2 separate regions of the Mus musculus genome follow, and region 2 is linked to region 1. The links are chromatin contacts, called in public Hi-C maps. All regions are on one chromosome and are shown on one strand. Each heading gives the region's core, a stretch centred on a gene start, on an enhancer-like site or on the middle of the called end of the contact. The rest is flanking DNA. Distances are from core to core; before and after follow the strand shown.

Region 1 (6,594 bases), core at 1,506-4,005:
CTCATTATCTCAACGCTGCTCTACCAGAAGAGTTAATCTGATAACTCATCTGAGGTTAAAAATCGATATTTCACATTTAAACTTTCCAATTATCATCCAGTGATTCTCTTAGACATTCAATAATCTTCTGGTATACATATATGTAAGTGATTGTGTGTGTATGTATACTTTATATATGCAGTTTTGGCTCCAAACTCTTGTGGTCACAAGATAATTTACTCATCTGAGGAATCTTTGATGGCTTTTCATGATAAAAGCAACTGTAGCAGTTGTTCTGTTCCTGACTTTTGATTTGGAGAGACAGTCGGAGATGCTTTTCCTGCGGTTCAGGACATAGAACTCAAGTCCACTGAGTGTTTGCCACACAAGTATGAGGATCTGATTTTAGCCCCCAACAGCCACATAAAAAGATGACAGTGAGTATCTCTATAATCCCCGTTCTGTAGCAGCAGATACAGGAAGATCCCTGGAGATTGCTGGTCAGCTACTATACCCCAGATTCACTGAGAGACACTGTTGCAAAGAGGACAGGGAGAGCAATAGAGGAAGACACTTGACATTGACCCCCCTGGTATCTTAATATATGGGTGTGCACACCTGCATAAATACATGCACTTGAACACAGGACAGAGAGAGAAAGAGAGAGGGAGGGAGAGGCTTATTTGTAAAGTACTTGAGAAATAGACATGCTATTTGGTACTTTGCTTCACGTTCCCTAGCAATCCAGTCCCTTTAGCATGTTATTGTAGAGTGTCTCACACAGCTGTGCATGATTTTTGGCAGGCCTTCCTCATCCTTTGATTTGCTGTCTTGGTGGGTCAGCTGTAACCACTCTTCATCCTTCAAAGCATGAGACAGGGCAGACTGCTTTAAACTGTCAGTTGACCTATATGAATACTGTTTTGAGCACTTCTAGCTACTCAGATGTTGGTAAGTCAAATTTGTAAGGGCTGTCACAGATCCAGGAAGTGCTTCTAACCTATTAAGCAATAGTCACATGTGGTCAGTACAAAGAGAAATTTTACTGATTCTCCATAGGAAGAACTTTAGGTATCTCCCTTTAAGGGTTAGGGATCTACTCGAAAGAGGAAGTGGAAAAATTATAAGAGCCACCATTAAAATGGTGGATGACTTAAAACAGTATTTTACAGACACAATAAGATAGATGCACACATATATGAACTTACAGCAGTTGTTACAGCCTGCACATGCTCAAACCATTAAGATAGATACGGAGTTTCCCTCTAGCTGAGCAACTATTGACATTTGTTTGCTGATAGAAGAGGGATAACTCAAATGTTGTCAGTTGTGCAATACCAGGTGTAAAGTCCTCGTCCCAGGGCAAGCCTCTTACTGACAGGAGTCAGACAACAAAAACTGGATTGAATAAATTTTTAAAAAGACATGCAGAGGGAGGGAAGAAGGGAAAATGAGAGAGGGAAGGAAGGAAGAAAGAGAGGAAGGGAGAATGGGGGGGGGATTTGAATGGATAGTGGGGTAAGAGAAGAAGATTTGGGAAGAGTTCTTGCAGAGAGGGATGGATTTCTTCAAAACACATTGTTTGAAATGCTCAAAAATTATTTCAAAAATATTTTTAAAAGCCTGTTTGAGAGCATTTGATTAATGCTATCACGTCTGCGTAAATTTTAGTTACAGTATTTTGGGATTGCACAGGTAGCACATTGATAGCACAGTTTTCGTATGATACAACCTTTATTTTCTATAAACAAATAAGAATGGTAGGACTCAGCTCATATTTAGATGAGAAATGGGAAAACTTGACAGCCAACAGAGAAGTATCTGGTCTCAGAGATGTGTGTACTGAGTGCTCAACATGGTTCCAAATAGGAATTAAAATAAAATCCTAGCCATAAGATGATTATGTGTGCAATGATTTGCAACTGCATGCAAGGGGGGGTCTGTGGCAGAAAAGCAGAAGAAACACAACAAGCCAGCTTGCCCTGGTGCTCCAAAGATGGCACAAGATCAAGGAGTCAATGAAAATTCATGAACAATCAAGATATAATGACCAGAATGTTGCTTGCAGCAAGTGACCCTACAGGCTCTAAAAACTTTGGTCAGACAACCCCAGGAGGTATAAAAGATTCAGCTTAAAATTGGTTTCTTTGTTTGTTTGTTTTACTTTGTTTTTGATAAATTCAAAGTAAACACAGTTTTAGCAAAAATCATGTCTGTGTCCTTTAAAAAGCCAATCATGGCCAGGCGTGGTGGCACACGCCTTTAATCCCAGCACTCGGGAGACAGAGGCAGGCGGATTTCTGAGTTCGAGGCCAAACTGGTCTACAAAGTGAGTTCCAAGACAGCCAGGGCTATACACAGAGAAACCCTGTCTCAGGGGGTGGGGGGGGGGGGGAGGAGAAAGCCAATCACAATACAAGTGATGGAGGTAGGTGTGGTTGGTGTCAGGTTTTGCTTGAGCTTCTCTGAGAGCAAATCTCCCTTCTTTCTTTGCATCCTCCCACCTCTTTCCATTCCTCTTCTTGCTATTACAAGATTGTTAAAAATTCCATTTGAATTATTGCTGAGGAGAATTTGAAAAGAGTTGAAAAAAACCAGTGCCCTTGGCTGTTATTTGATAGATGCCTCTGGTTGGCTTGACACCAAGTTCACCAAACTTAAGCAATAATCAGAATCTATGCCGTGTTAATTGGAGAGATATTACTCTTGTGTGGGTGCTGGAATGCAAACAGTACCTGGTGTCTGGAAAATGAAAATAAACAGAGGTAAATGACCAAGCTTATCTTGGCAGGATGTGCAAAACACAGACCAAATGTCTCGCCAATCTGATAGTGTTTGGAGAAGTCCTACATATTTATTCAATGACCAGGAAGGCAGTGAAGGCTCCACATATAGGAAGGAGTAGAAGAAAGAAATAGGAAACAAACTCCTTTCTGCCATGCACACACTTCATGTCAATGGTGCTTGCAGGACATAGAATTGATTAGTCCATGGCCAGAAAGCTCCATAAAATTAAAGTAAACACTTTTGGGGATACATTGTATTCTGTTTGTAGCCTTGTTCCACTAGCATAAGGAGAAACTGCTAGGCAGGATTGGTAGGCAAAGTTGCTTTTTCAATGATTATTAAGTATTATTATTATTATTGTTAATATTTTGGTGTATTGTATGTATGCATGTGCATTTGTAAGTGCATGCCTATAAAACTTTTGGGAGTTGATTGCTTCCTTCTGTGGATTACAGGTATTAAACTCAATCAGACTTGGGCAGGGAGCACTTTTATTGCCCACTATGCCATTTCATTGCTCTAAAAAGAACCGTAAGTTCAACAAATTTATCATGAAATTGATAATGTGAAATCTCAGGGAAAGGCATTGATTTTCTTGCACTCACTTTGCTAATCAGAGAAGAGCTAGACAGAGAACCCAAAAACTGTAACACCCAATCACTTACAAGTATTTTCTACTCATGACCAATGAACCAGTTTCACCTTTCTCTCCTTATATCACTGAAACAGAAACTTCAACACACTGCACAGAGTTCCCAAGTTACTAATCATGGGAAACACCTCTGTATATATTCTTATTCTAAGTGACAATGGACTCAAATGGCATGTATGCAGATGACCTATACTCTATAATCAACTTGCTGGTATGTCCCATTCTGTAGAAGGGGTTCTCCTAAATTCATATGTAGCTTTGCTTCAGGATTTCATGTTGGCATCATATTTTGGCTTCCCTGTTAACCTTACACTAAGATTAAAATGCCACAATGGCAACAAGAAGTAATATTCTCATGACTCTTCAAGTGACAATTTTGACTTTAGTTCAATTTGTAAAAGTCCCCCTCTTTCTGGGAAATTCTTCCAATAGTGCATGTGTGGTGATATATGAAGTTGATCACTTGCTGGTAACAGATGCTGATGGGACAATAAGGACTGCATTTATGTCTTTTGGTCTGTCTTTCTGTGTGTCTGTGACTTCTATCTTACTCAGAGGACTTGTAAGATATAGCTACCTGAACTCTATGGCCACTTAAAGCCTCCATCATTTGTACCTGAGCTACATGGAAACTTCTGCTGCTGGATCAAACTCACTAAGGCTAGCTTTCTAAAGGCATTACTCTCTCCATTCTTATCCATCTCTGCTCAAAATGTCAATGTGGGAAATGTTTTTCCTTCTCTTATGCTCTCCTACAGCAAATATTTTGTTGAGAGCTTTTCCATTTCACTCTTACAGAATGCAAACAAAGCAGCCACAGACACCATACTGCCCTCAGAATCTCTCACATGATTTTTCTTTCTATGTTGCCTTTTCTTCACTTAGAATGATATATTCAGTTGTTTTTGTTCCCTCACACAGCTAAGATTTCACGCATTGCTGACCTGTAGTTCTTCAAGATATGATGAGGTTAGCACAAAGACACATAGTGGCAAAGAGCAGGGGATGCAAGTATGGCCATGTTGGCTCTCATCTGATTGTACAAGCATCATTTTGTCCACATATGAGAGTAACATTTGACCTAATTTGCATGTGCTCTTTGACCTTGCCTGAATTCCTAGGTTTAAGTTTTCAGCACATATGTGGAAATCAAGGCTCATAAAATAAAAATGTATGAGTGTATATCTCAGCTTATGACCAAGTATTGACCATGAAATCTACTCTATAATAACTAGATGAAATCCATGATGGGGTTTGACAAATCATTCCTACATTAATCTGGCTGCTTTCAGTAGTCTTAAGGTAAAGATAAGAGAGTGAAGGATTTCCTAAAGTGCAAGTTGTTGACTTTTTTTCTAAAAGCCTGGAACCAAGTTACATTAATCTCTATGACATTTCTTTCCTATTTGTCTACTGAAGTTTTGAGTTAGGGCAGAATCATGGCCATACCTAGAACAATTTCATCACAGACCCTAATTTTGTGGACATTGAACATGCCCTACTCCTTTCCTCAACTTATAATATTTTCATAAGTTACAGAATTTGATGAGCCCATTATGTGTAATAATTACTGTCTTTTCTTTGATGACACTGAAACATAAAGTGTTCTGATGGCCAATGGCTTCCCCAACGGAGAGCCAGCATTTCCGACTACCAAGAGGCTTTGCCTAAATTTTCCTCTGGCACTGATCTGTGGAAGTAGGCTAGCTAACTAATGAGTTTGCACAATATCCCCTTCATTGCTGGAGTCTAATGAATCTGCATGTAACTAACAAAACTTCACTTACAACACCTCCACTTGGCTGTGGGCAACAGTAATGTTTTACTTCCCTTAAGTTGTTCAGTTTATCAATATAGTTCAGGGTTTCTTCACTTGCCTTTCACAAAAATTCGGACCCCCCCCCCCATACAAAGAGCAAATTCTGCCTCACAAAAAGTCAGATATTCAGCCAAGGAGCTGAAGTGGTTCCCACCCTTGACACTTGCCACACCCTGTCAGCCAACAATAAATCCCCTCCTGACATAAAAGTCTCTCTCCCCGACTTACCCCAGAATAAATCCTCGGTTGGCAGCAAGCCAGACTGAACAGATGTGTCTGCCTCCACTTCCTGGGGTGGGGTCAGGCTGGCCCAGCTTTGATCAACCAAAAGGAGGAATTCCCAGTGTCAAGAGCCTTCTGCAGAGAATGCCCCCAGGGCCCACTCCCAGAGGGAAAGGCACCAGAGATGAAACATGCAGTGAGGAGCATCCTGACTGGGAGATAGCACAAAAGATCCTTGCTTCCAGAAAGCCTGCACCTTATTCCATCACTTCATTTCTTAGGAAGTTGTGCACAGTTGAATAAGCTTACTCTTCATGGCTAGACTCTCCTGCTGAGGAAAGGAAAGTGACCTTGAGTTTAGTGCTCCCAACAGTCATTCTTACCAGAAGAATAGGACTCGCTAATGGGGATATTGATCTTATGGAACACAAATATTAATGCTTGGGACAAATATTAATTGTTGAACCAATTTGGTCAGACCTCCATCATGACTCCTTCAGAAGCACTATGCAGGTTTATACAAGGCATTGCAGTCTGCCCTGCCCCTTTCTTTGAGTTTCTAGACAAATCTATGAACTTAAGCATAGAGTTTTGAGGGCTTTTGTTTAGAAACGGGTTTCCAAATCTTGGGAAATGTAAAAAGTTAGGAATGCTAACCTTGAAGGCAATTCCCTGGAAGAAGCAAAGTAAACATGCATCCCAGTCAGTGAACTTTTTGATCCCTTCCCCTGTGAAAACCCATCCACCAGTAAACTTCATGATTTCGTCCTCATAGGAACCCACAGAACATTCTATTTTGTCGATTCAGTTATTTAGAACTACGTATTACAACAATAAGTAATCTCAGATCTCAGCAGCAAGGTCTCTACTCATTTTGCCCTTTATGGCCTGTACAAGTTGATGTTGAAGAGAATGAAGGGGACAAGGTAATTGTGGGCCAAGAACAAAGTGGTTGGTTGGTTCCCTACCACTCTCAATAGGTTCTGCAATCGTTACTAGATTTTCTGTATGTGGCCAGTATGTATGCTCCTCTTTGTCACTCTCTTCTGGTCCTAAGCAGCTAGAAGAGAGGCTGAAAAGGGAGTTAAGTTTCTGGTCCATCAAAAACATTGCTATAAAATATGATTACAGATAC
Region 2 (6,594 bases), core at 2,445-4,944, 860 kb before region 1:
ATTCTTCCCCTGGGGCCATTGATGCACGTGGTGCGCAATGACCCGACGCAAAGTCAGGAAACCGCTAGCAATGGCCCAAAGATTCCCGCGTGTGCCACCCTCGAAGGGTGGAGGAGACCGGGGACTGGGCCCCTCGGGAGGGACGATCTAAAACTGTCTTGGGAGACAGGCTTTCCCCTGCTCCTTCTCTGAGCCCTTGCTTAGTGGTACCTTTTGCCATCTCAGCCAGGAATCCTGGTCTTACCCTACCTCTCTCTTTAGGAACCAGTTCAGGCTCCCCACTGTCACCAGCCCCTACGTCAAGAGCTGTGGGCAGATGTGACCTTGGGCTCTTTGATTTTTAAGGGTATCAAGGTCTGGCCCTGTTTCCAGTGTTCCAAAAAATCTCTCTCTCCCTTCTTCCCAGCTTCACATCCTATCTAGAGACTGTGGCAAATTCAAAGCCTCTGTCACTGGACAAGCTATCTAAACTTGCAGTTTTCTGGTACCTTGACCCCTTAAAGTTGGCCTCAGCTAGCTCTGACAGGGAGAGTAAAGTAGCCACCCTTACCCCCTTCTCCTATTCTCCTCTCACCCACCAGCCACCTTCACCTTTCCCCAGTCCAAACCTTGCCGGCAGAAGAGCAGGAGTCTCTGAAAGGCACAGACTGGTTCTGGCTGTCTAGGAAGTTCTTTTCTTCGCTGGCCCCTCTGTGAGGCCCTTGCATTCTGCCCTCTCCACCCCCATCTCGCTTATAGCAGGGACCCTTGGACTTGTAGGTTGGGTTTCAAATTTATTTTGCCTTGCTTTAATTTTGTTTAAGGTTCCACCCTGCTGAGCCTGGAGTACAGCTTCCCAGTTTTCCAGTCAGGAGCTTGGAAGATAGACTCTTGGAGCAGGGCATGTTGTCCCTCCATGGAGACCTGGGAAATCCCTGACTAGCTCCCTGGCCTAGCTTCATCTTCCTGGGGTACCCCACTTTTTTACACACACACACACACACACAGAGCTCGGAGCTATGCACAAGGCAGACATGAGTATTTAGGAGGTAGACAACACACCATGTTCTATCACTGTCTCGAGCACTTGGCACACAGGAGAACTGGAGGTGAACAAGTTCACTCCCTTGGGGTTGCCCAACCCAGCTATCTGAACCTAAATAAGTGACTTTGAACAGATAAGACCTCAACTCACTTGATTGGTGACTTAATGTGTTATTTTGTCTAGGACTGGTGAAGTTTAATATTTGAGGGGTCCAAATTTACTACCCTGAGGTAGTAAACTTCCAAGCCAAGAAGCCCAGGGGAAAGTACCAGAGAAACTAGATCTCTTGTGGGCTTCTGGGATGCCTGTGGGGAATGGAATGAAATCTACCCAAGTCTGCATGGCTTCCTACTCTTGGGTCCAAGGACCCTGGGCTGGCTTTCCTAAACACCAGGACATTATTGGAAGGGAAATAGAACTTGGTCATGGCACCCACTTAGCCTTGATTCTCCCACATGGCAGACAGACTCCTATCCTCAGTCACAGAAGATGTCTGGACAGAATCACATCCTGGGGACAAATGTGTTGCTGGGTGGATTAGTGTCTGGGGTAGCAGAATTAGTTTTCTATTTTTGTTCAGGGTTAGATGGCTGCCTGTCAACTATGTGATAGTGAATTTGAAACTATATGGACTCGCAGAGAACCAGTGGCTATTATTCCCACCCCATTTTGCAGGCTCTCTTTCTAACTTGCATGCCTTTAGCTACGGGCTTCCAGCTGGGCTCTGAACTGCAAACTTTGCACAAGCCTGATTCAAATGCAGACTGCCAGGAACTTACCTCACACCCACTCCTTTAGCAGGTGAGAGTTCCAACACTAAGGCCAAGCCAGGACTGTTGGTCAACATTGCAGCCAAAACCCTTTTAGAGAAAGCTCCATTGTAGGTTACATGGTGGAGTGGTTTTCTGGACCCTCAAAACAAAACAGGTAACTTCTGCTCTAGCTTTGCAATAAGCCTTTCCAAGGGAGGGCATTAAGAAGAGAAAAATTGAGGTACCTGGGCTATCCTCAAGTTTGAAGGGTCCATAGACCTTGTCTCTTAAGTCCCCAACTCTCCTAAGATGGGAGGAAGGAACACCTAGCCCTTGTAGGGCAAACCTCTGCCTCCAAATCCACAGGCAGAAGCCAGCACTTCTAGGAAGATGTTAAGGCAGGTAAAGGAAAGAAAGATTGATTAAAAAATTTTCTAAAAGCTGACTGGATCCCTCAAGGGAGAACCAGAGAGGAAGACTGAGAGCACAGGGGGCGGAGACTTGGTCATCTTTTGCAGACCCTATCTCCTCTATACTCAAACCTGTTTGAATTATTGTCAGACAGGGCAGGGGTCTACAGTTCTTTCCAGTGGGGAGTCAGACATGAGGGGTGTCTATTTCTCTATTAAAGGTAGCCCTCCATTGAGTTTGGTTTCTTTGCTTTTCAATGAGTCAGTCACCTCTGGCCTGTGTGTTGATGGTTAGAGCTGCCAGGCCAGAGAGAGACTCAAGGCAGACTTTCAGAACCCCTAGAGGTGGTCTGCTTAACATCTGGGGGCTTGGAAAGAGGAAGCTGGGCTGAGAGGGTGCCCAGCAACCTCTCCCTTCAAAGCCCATACTCTGCTCAGTGAGGTCCTTCCATGTGTACCTCTAACCCTCAGGCCTGGATTAAGAGGGAAAGGGAGCAAGAGATGGTTGTGGTTTTCAGTTTATGCTTGTGTATAGGGTGCTCCTGTTTTTGTCTCCCCCTTCATCCCCTCATGTCCTAGCAACCATGGAGGGGGGAGGCTTAGTGGGTACCAAGAAATTGACCAACTTATTCTTGTTAATCCGGCATAAAATAGCACAAACACTGACTCTCCATTAAAAATAGGATCAAAAAAGAAGAAGAAGAAGAAGAAGAAGGAGGAGGAGGAGGAGGAGGAGGAGGAGGAGGAGGAGGAGGCAAGGAAGGAAGGAAAGAAGGAAGGAAGGAAGGAAGGAAGGAAGGAAGGAAGGGAGGAAGGGAGGGAGGGAGGGAGGAAGGAAAACAGAAAACTAGAACTATTTGGGTAGGAACTGTGTGGGAATGAGAAATGGGTGTGCTTGCTGATCCTGTCCCTTTAAGAAAAATCCATAAAGGTTTTCCATCAGCCCAGTGTCTGGGAAAGAAGCAAACTAACTGCTTGGAACAAAAGAGACAAAGAGGCCAAACAACAAAACAAACAAACAATCCCCTCCCCCCTCTGAGACGACAATAGACTAGACGCAGCAAGCAAGCACAGCTAAGGCCTGGCCGGCTGCTCCTGTCCACCTGCCAAGTCTCCCCATTTGGCTAGAGACCTTCTCTCTCACCCCACTCCCACCCTACCACCCCCTCCCAAATCCCTTTCTCTCTTTCTCTGTGTGACTCTGTGTCTCTCTTGGGGTCTGGCTGTGTGTGTGTCTCATTTTTCTTTCACTGTATTTCACTGTCTCAGACTCTCTCTCTCTCTCTCTCTCTCTCTCTCTCTCTCTCTCTCTCACACACACACACACACACACACACACACACACACACACACACACACTAACACCTCTGGCATGTATTTATCTGTCTGTTTCCTAGACCATCTCAGCAGCTCTGTCTTAAGTGTCCCCCTCACTCCCCAGACCCCGTGCCTTGCCCAGGCATCCCTTTTGTGTTGTCTTTGCAGCAGTCTCTGCCAGGAGGACCAAGGTCCATTTGCACTTCAATTTCAGCCTTCCCCTCCTGTTCGGCTCTTTGCTCCTTTTCTGTAAGGCTCTGGCATGCTCCCTCCCCGCCCCAGCAGCCCTTTCTTCGGAGCTTGGCACCGCTTGGGACTCTCATGCATGCCTGCCTTCTCTTTCTCTCACCCCCCCCCCCCTTCTCCTCTGCAGCAGGCCCCCTCCCCTTTGCCCCCAAATCCAGTCCTTTTCTTTTTCTTCCCCCCTCCCCTTCAAACTTTCATAAAATACTGTAAACAACTTTGCCTGGGGATTGCTTTTCTTTGTAGGGTGAATAGAAAGCTTTGGAGAGGGAGACATGGAAAAAGGAAAGAGCGGACAGAGGCAAGTACAGTCGGCAGCAGAGGCCGTGTCGTGGAACCAGCTCCCAGCCAACAGCCTCGGCCCCTTTCAGGCTTTCTTTCAAATAACCCCTTTTGTGCCAGAATGCCTCCTGAGGCATCTGTGTCTGCTCAGGAAGGCCTGGCCCAGGCCTGCATCCCTTCTTCAAACGGCAGTAGGGGTGAGACCAGGCACCCACACCCACAGGAAGGGTTGCTATTGATTTAGTCACAGGCCTGCCACCCTCAACCCCTCATGGGCATGGGAGGTAAGGGGTACCCCGGCAATGGCAGCTTAGGCTTCAGTTCCTTCTTGAGAGTTGTTTAGAACAGAGACTGTAAAAAGAATGCTTTCCCAAGGACTAGAGAAGGAACATAATCGTCTAGAGAATGAAGATGTGGTCTTAAGCAGAGAGAGTATAGATGTGTGGGGCGTGGGGGGTGGGGCACTTGACTGTTGGAAGATGTGTAAGGCAGGGCTTGCACAGTCAGGAAGAACATGGCCAGGAAAGTGCTCGCTCTACCCCATACCACACGTGCACTGTGAGGTCAGGGCACAGAACCAGGGAAACTTGTTTCCCCTGGCCCCAGCCACTCCTTTTCTTCTCTTAATTTTAGTAACAGACAGACAAGGACATAGATGGGACCCTCCTAAAGGGGGAGAAATCGCTGAGTGTTAAAACCAGAAGCAGCAAAACATATTCTTGCTGTTTGGTTGCTTGGCGATGGGGGCAGTATGAAGAAATGCTGATGGTATCAGAAAGTAGGGCTGGATTAGCCTAAGCTCAGTAACAGCGCTCTGACAGAGCCTGCACAAAACCCAGGCACTGAAACGATTGTTTAGAAACATATACACCTGTGTACAGATATACTTATGTAAATGTATGTGTATTTATTTGGTGGCGGGGTTTTTTTTTTTGGGGGGGGGAGTCAGAAGAGAAGGGAGGGGTGTGACTGGCAGCTTCTTGATCAGGCAAGTGTAGGAAGGCTGATGTGCCTCCCCCATGTTGATTTTATAAAGACGAGAGTTTTTTCATACATGAATACACCACACACAAGCCTGGCATATGCTTAGGCCTCATGAGCAAGTCTGATTTTCATGTCCTAAGGGAAACCTCACTGCCGTCTGACTCAGTGACTGAACCCTGTGGGCCATCCAGCAGTCTACTCTGTCTGTGCCCAAGTGCCATCTTGAGGTCATGTGTTCTTCCCTAGAATCATTAGACTGGATTCTCTCCTCTCCGGGGTCTTTCCTTTCTAAAGTTAAGAGGGAGATCCTTATCCAGCCCTCTGCGCATGCTTCCACCATCTCCAGAGATCTGCTCTTGGAAGCATGCTCAACAGAGTCCTTTGGCCAGAAAGCCTAAGGAGAGGAGAGAGAGAGAGAGAGAGAGGATAGTATGTTCTAATGAACTCTTGCGCTGGGCCCAGAACAGTCCCAATTGGGAATACTGTTTTCTTGGTATTTTGACCTTGTGTCAAAATGACTGATTCCTCCCCCTCCCGGGAAGTCACTTCCTAGCCAGCAATGACTCTGGAGCTGTTCTGGGCTCCACACATCAGTGCATCTGGAAGCACTCACGGGCAGAGGCCTTCTGGCTGACTGAGGCAGGGAGTCCTCCTTAGGCCTGGGAGCTCCAGGGGAGCCTCTGACTTCCAGGCTGGAGGAAGAATCACACTGAAAACCTCCCCACCTCCAACTTCCTTTCTCCATGGTCTTATTGTGTGCTCTGCTGACCCTCCATGTCCACACTTCCTGGCTTCCTGTGTGGGTTTCCTGTCTGATCACAACCTCAGCAGCCATGGAGAGGGAGAGGATGACAGAGATGCCGGCAGAGTGGAGGATCCCTCAGCTCCTTTCCCAAAGCTCTCAACCGCATGCTCTTGCTTCTCTGTCCTCAGATTCTCAAAGACTTAGGGTGTAGCTGGGAGAACTTGCTTGTGTTTTTCCCCATTTGGGCATTCTGACATGCGTGTACCACCTTTCTGTAAACTACAAGTACACTTGTCTATTCTTCCTGGAAAGACTTCCACATGCAGACTTCAGCTGCCATGCACCAAGCATCCCCGAGGTGTCAAAAACCTGTGCAATCAATCAAGCATAGGCTTTTTAGTTCCCCAGTTCTGACAGATGGGAGTGCTGGTAGTCACTTAGTCCTTTAGAGCTCTTTGCCTGAGATGGGAAAGACCATAGAGTGTGACATTGGGTGCTAAGAGCCTCTGAAGTCCCCCCAAACCCGCCATTGTATTCTTTTGGGCTCCTATTTAAGAAGAAATCTGAGATTCTGTTTTCTTATTTTCTTGTTGACTTATGTTCTTTATCTACTACATGGTTTCATGCTGTACGGTGGCAGAAAGGCATTTGTTAATTCAATGAGTTCAGTGGGTTAAGACCCTCCCCAGGCAATCAGTAAGCTTGCCACTATCTGTAACTCTGGTCCCAGGGAATATGACACCCTCTTCTGGTCTCCAAGAACACTGCTCACACACAGCACACATACATACATGCGGGCAAAATACTAATACATATAAAAGTAATAAATAAATCTTA

What was found. Hi-C and Micro-C count contacts between places; a contact is called where the count stands out from the background.
Region 2: a Hi-C map of liver shows a contact between it and region 1, with 2.5 times the contacts expected there. The contact joins two enhancer-like sites. A contact is called at or near these places in 3 of 484 Hi-C or Micro-C datasets (adipose-derived mesenchymal stem cells and liver), 7 of 115 datasets of contacts at active chromatin or transcription factors (the NIH/3T3 cell line, embryonic forebrain, embryonic stem cells and 2 more) and 1 of 9 other capture datasets (embryonic stem cells).

What each region holds. Positions count from the first base shown.
Region 1 is chr4:81,668,287-81,674,880 of GRCm38.p6, reverse strand. No RefSeq gene overlaps it. Among named protein-coding and RNA genes, the nearest start is that of Gm11412, 72 kb to the left of the region's middle. Within about 2 kb of position 2,755, at least 4 of the 459 cell types and tissues checked have an H3K27ac peak or open chromatin away from gene starts, as enhancers often do. A contact at or near this core is called in liver, where this site is marked.
Region 2 is chr4:82,530,116-82,536,709 of GRCm38.p6, reverse strand. All of the region lies in intron 1 of Gm11266 (predicted gene 11266), which reads right to left. Among named protein-coding and RNA genes, the nearest start is that of Gm11266, 25 kb to the right of the region's middle. Within about 2 kb of position 3,694, at least 70 of the 459 cell types and tissues checked have an H3K27ac peak or open chromatin away from gene starts, as enhancers often do. A contact at or near this core is called in liver, where this site is marked.